2 separate regions of the Zea mays genome follow, and region 2 is linked to region 1. Evidence: chromatin contacts called from public Hi-C data. All regions are on one chromosome and are shown on one strand. The core of a region is the stretch at or near the end of the contact, and the rest is flanking DNA. Distances in the headings are between cores, read along the strand shown.

The links. A called contact is a pair of places that touch in the nucleus more often than the background predicts.
Region 2: a Hi-C map of ear shows a contact between it and region 1, with 1.7 times the contacts expected there. The contact joins the promoter of LOC100284627 here to the enhancer-like site in region 1. A contact is called at or near these places in 2 of 25 Hi-C or Micro-C datasets (ear and tassel).

Annotation. Positions count from the first base shown.
Region 1 is chr2:150,769,439-150,772,138 of Zm-B73-REFERENCE-NAM-5.0, forward strand. No RefSeq gene overlaps it. Among protein-coding and RNA genes, the nearest start is that of LOC103647110, 33 kb to the left of the region's middle. Within about 2 kb of position 1,368, at least 16 of the 20 cell types and tissues checked have an H3K27ac peak or open chromatin away from gene starts, as enhancers often do. A contact at or near this core is called in ear and tassel, where this site is marked.
Region 2 is chr2:151,395,506-151,398,205 of Zm-B73-REFERENCE-NAM-5.0, forward strand. It overlaps LOC100284627 (PP2A regulatory subunit TAP46), which reads right to left and starts at 1,403. Exons shown (of 9, transcript NM_001157522.3): 1 at 1,057-1,403; 2 at 817-939; 3 at 478-564; 4 at 257-361; 5 at 1-57. The coding sequence starts at 1,209.

The DNA.
Region 1 (2,700 bases), core at 118-2,617:
CAAAGAGCCGGATTCTGGTAGTTTTTCTCCTCATGCAAACAAATAATGCTAGGGTTCACCCGAGCCTAGTTTTATGAATGTAGCGAACCAAACACACTTCGAACTATAGTTAATGCATGCGAGGAGTCTGGCTCTTTTGATATGCGTAACCAAACACATGGATTTAGATGGATAGAGTGATTGCACCTTCCTAATGCGTTCTCCACTTATTAGTCGGTGCGGCGAAATACTGATGTTTTGAAGAGCAGCGGCGATGATTCATGAATGATGCGTCTCGTTTTGTGTTCATTCACCAGTTGCGACTGCCATGCGTGTATAGTAGCACCAGCCGACAAGAGTATACGTAGGCAGGAGTATACGTAGCCGCTGTCGCCGTCTCGTCTCCAGCCATGCACGCACGCGCGCGGAGAATCGAGCTTGCATGTTGTTCGTTTCGGATTAAAGTCAACTATTTAGATTAGTGCAACTATAATCTATAGAGATAAAACACTCAGTAAAAACCGTTTCAGATTAAAGCCAAATGAACAACTTTTATTACAACGTCCCATCAACTCACTCTCAGGCCTGTCCACCTCTGCCATCATGGTCTTCGTGTGTTGAGTTGTTGCCAACAGGGCCAGCTCTAGGGCTAGGTGGAAGGGACGGCCCCCTAGAGCCTAAGCATCGATATTTGGAATACTCTATATTTTATTCTCACTTAAGATATTCGTAACAATTTACCATTAATTTAGTGTTATAATTTCCTCTCTATTTTATTACAATTATTGACCATAAAAAATAAGGGGCCTAAACATCGAGGTTCGCCTATGGCCCTTCAAAACCGATTAACCGAGAGCCGGCCCTGGTTGCCAAGCATGCAATGCAAGGACCTAAGGCTGTCCGCAGCGGTAGCCGTGCGCCCACCCTCTCCCCTTGCATGGTGGCTACAGGGCGCCCCACACCCACAGCACGGCCCCTGCGAAGCCCGCCAGCTGTCCGCCCCCTTGTCTCTCCCTCCGGCTGTGGCGTGCAACTGGCCGCCCCTTCGCTCTCCCTCCGTCCTGTAGCCGTGGGCCCCCTTCTAATTGTTAGTAGATAAAAAATTGATAGTGGATGAAAAGTAGGTATAAAAATGATATTTTATGGTTGTAGTGGAGTATATGTGGAGAAATTAGATAGAACAGTTGCGAGAGATGGAAAAGTAAGAGATAAAATATTAATAATGTGATGCAAAAAAATGATATAGGAGACAAAATTTAGAGAAAAGCGATGTAGATAGTCTAAGGAAAGAGGCAAGCAAGGAGATGGTCAAATGGGTGGTGGCCTGGTGGGTAGGCAGCAGCCTGCGAGGCACAGGTAGTGGCAGCAGTACACAACACAACACAACACAGTACAGTATCCCATCCCATCCCATCCTCCAAAACCCAATGCACAAACAAACAGGGGGCGGGCGCAATGGCATGGATGCCCTTTTTGCTGAAGCATGCCAACGGGAATGGATTTCCATACAAAAGTAACTATCGCCACTTGCCTGTTGTTCCATACACATCGTCAGTCTCGTCACGGACCCCATGCTGCCTCTGCAGTTGTTGGTCTGCCAGACGACTGGAATTGAAGTTCCTTTGTCATGCATGCATGTCGAGCGTCTAGCAATGCCAGAGATCCATCTTATATATTAATAATAATATTTTTTTTCTACAAAATTGACACTACTTAAAATAGTCTGATTTAAAACAATTCTAAAAGTTGATTTACTAGGACCATATAAATAGAATATCTCAGGAGGATTATGTGGGGTGCCAGAGAAAAAAAATACATATCCGTATATTTTATACACATGTACACCCTGCTATGGTGCTGGCTGGCTCATGTGTTTCAGCGTGGGTGCAGTAAAGCTGCTAATCTCAGCTCATCAGCTCTGCCCGATTAACGAACCAATAATTCGGAGCAGAGGTGGCAGCGGACGGCGATGCGAGCAGGCAGGCATCCTGATAGCCGCTGCTGCAGGAGGACTGAACCAGAGGAGGTGTCACATCAAGACAGGCCATGACTTTGTTCCCTCCCTCTCGTGTCAGCAGCACGGTTTACAAAACCGTTTTCTATACTAAAACCGCTACCCACCGGTAACGGTTTACCGACGGTAAACCGGTAAAAACCGGTAAAAACCGACCGGTTTGACAAATTCAAATCAATTTGAATTCGAACCGGTTTACCGGTGAAAAACCGACGAAAAACCGCTCTAAACCGCCGGTTAACCGCGAAACGAACCGGTTTTTGTTGTTTTTTACAGAAAAAATGGAAAATGTTGACAAGATTTATTTGTAGTTTGCTCAATTCACATTGCATAGTAAATATTAATTGATCCACACGATATGTGTTCACCAAAATAACATGTAACATGCATATGTAACCACAAACTCCAGTTCTCATGCAACAAACAACTAGCGAACTTCGTAATACTCAAATACAAGATCTTTTACAACTCTCCAACGAGGCAACGACACATAGGTCGACTTATTTCACAATACTCACATGTTTATCTCGAGTCATAGTGATAGTACTCAGGCATGTTGGAGGGATCGTGATATTGTTCCAATCTGTTATACTGATAGGTCTATACAAAATATAGTGATAGTGACGAGTATTTACTCTATTAGGGTATGTATGTGGGCTAAATATTCTACCCGTGGGTCTGTTATTGGGCAAAAATCTTCACCCAAT
Region 2 (2,700 bases), core at 153-2,652, 630 kb after region 1:
CTCTCTGATCTCTTGGAGCTTCGTTTCTGCAGCCTTTTGACGTTTGAACCGGGCAACCTTGAAAAATAAACAATAAATAGTGAACTACAGAAAACCGACCCACCTTAAACATCTTACAAGTAAAATCAGCTTGTGCGTCATAGATTCAGCACAACAAGAGAACCATGTCCCATATTACTGTGTTCCAATTACAGAGTAGAAACTGACTGACTGATTAATACCTTGAGAGATTAAATGGGAAGTAATTCAGTCTCACCTTCTGCGCTCTTCTGTTTGTCATAGTATCTGGCTGCTTCTGCCTAGACAATTCTAGCTCATCCTCTGGGATAAGCTCTAGTACTTCACATAGAGCAATGAACTCCTGTGGGGTGAAAAAGGAGGTAACGTGATGACAGAGTACCATGCTAGAGACCCCTCGTTATGAACGAATTAAAAAGCTACACCTAGTGAAACAATGTGACAGGGCAAATTGATAACCTTCAGATGGTCCTGTGACGTCTTAAGAACCGGGATCCGATCCTCCTGTGCTATCTTTTCGGTCATTTCTGCAAGGTAATATGGGACCTACAAATGCAAACAAATATCAGAGGTGTACAGAAGAAAATCAAACATGTGAACCACTGGAACAAGTCTTAAGTTTTCTAGCACTGTTGTGATTTGCAATTGTACTCGCAACTGAATAAAAGTGACCAGGCGTGATTTCCAATTGTCCTGACAACTGAATAAAACTGACCAGGCGTCTAGTACCATCACGACCTGTTTCACGGACTAGTACGGAGAGCAGAGCAGATTGAAGGGGGAGGGGGACGGACATACCAGTAGGTACTTGAGGTTTGCTGTGGAGACGTCCTCCTTGGTCTCGTTGGGGGAGAAGAGGCCGAGCTTGCTGACCATGTCGTCGCAGCGCCGCAGCAGGTCAACCCCCGTGCGGATCCCATCCTGCGCGGCGGAAAAAAAAACCAAGCGCGTAAGCACCGCTCACCCGATCTCAATCTCTGGGTGAGCGGAAGAAGGGCGAGACGACCCCAGTTCCCAGAAGAGAGAGGAGGGAGGCACCTGGTCGAGAGCGGAGCTGGAGGCCAGGGCGTGGAGCCGCGACGCCCTATCGAAGAGGGCCGGGAGGGGGAGGTCGGCGGCGTCGTCCTCCGGCTCCGCGTGGAGGCGCATCTGCGATTGCAACTTGTTCCCGGTCTCCTCCACATCCACCATTCCGACCGGTCGGACGGTTGCCTCGCGGAACCGGAAGCGAGCGAGAGGTCTGCGGCAAAACCCTAGTGGAGCGGGGCAGAGGAGAGGGTCGCGGGAAGGAGAGAGCTCGGGAAGCGTCGTCGCCGGGAGGACGCTGGACGCCTCGGAAGATTTATTAAAAAAATTAATGAAGCTTTGTTAGTTGTTACACTGCGGGTACTGTTCCTTTAAAAAATGTAGAGAACACTCTGGAACGCACGAATTGCAACGTACTCGCATTGCTACATATATGAGGCTAGTTTAGGCTAGGTCTCGATGAAATACTCGTGGCTCGCTAGCTTGCTCGGTTCATGGTTAGCTCGGCTTGGATCGGCTCGTTTGAATTTTTTCACGAGCTGACCTGACATTCTAGCTCGGATCGTTAACGAGCCAGCTCGGTTCGTTAACGAGCCAGCTCGCGAGCTAAACGAGCTACCATATTCTAGCAAAACGAAACTATATGCATATCATTTATAGAATAATTGATGAACATGTGTCACACCCGTTTCCAAAGGGGCAGAGCCGGGTGCATACTATATGTGTGCCAGGATCTATTTCCGCACATATGTTGACGTCACAAGTGTAATATATCAAAAGAACAATGCATAAAAGCGTAAATAAAGATTATATTAACATATTACACTTCGAACAGACATAATGTCTTAACCTTTATTCATCAAAGTACAGCGAAACATGGACATCCATCCACAGGAAGATGACCGGGGGTATCACTAGACTAGCATCCATGGAGCTTAGCATCATAACTTCATCTGCAAACTTCTGATCAAAATTAAGCAAGGGTGAGCTCACTTATGGTCGGGGCTCAGCAAGTGGGGGAAAAACTAATGCAAGGTAACAAGATGAGGCTAAGGTTGAGCAGTAAGCATTTTAGTTGGTCAACATTTTATTAATAACACATGTCTTACTAATAAGTGTGAATCCCAAGAATTCCCATTAAACAAAGGTATAAGAGTATATAAAAAACACTTAAGTGAAACCACTTAAGCAAAACCATTGGCAGGTCATCGGATCTCGATTTATTTCCATCTTCAAGTTCAATTATCATGTGAGGAGTCGAGGCTGCTCATAACCGTGAGCACGGCTGATATATCGGTTTACACTCTGCAGAGGTGGTACAACTTTACCCACAAGCCGTGTGTCGGGGACCATAATTAGGGGTACCCTCAAGACTCCTAAATCTCAGCTGGTAACCCCATCAGCACAAAGCTGCAAAGGCCTGATGGGTGCGACTAAGTCAGGGATCGGTCCATTCGAGGGACGCGATCACGCCTCGCCCGAGCCCAGCCTTGGGCAAGGGCAGCCGACCCCGGAGGATCTACGTCTCGCCCGAGGACCCCCTCCAGCAACGGACACACCTTCGGCTCGCCCGAGGCCCAGTCTTCACCAAGAAGCAACCTTGGCCAAGTCGCCACGCCAACCGACCAAATCGCAGGGGCATTTAATGCAAAGGTG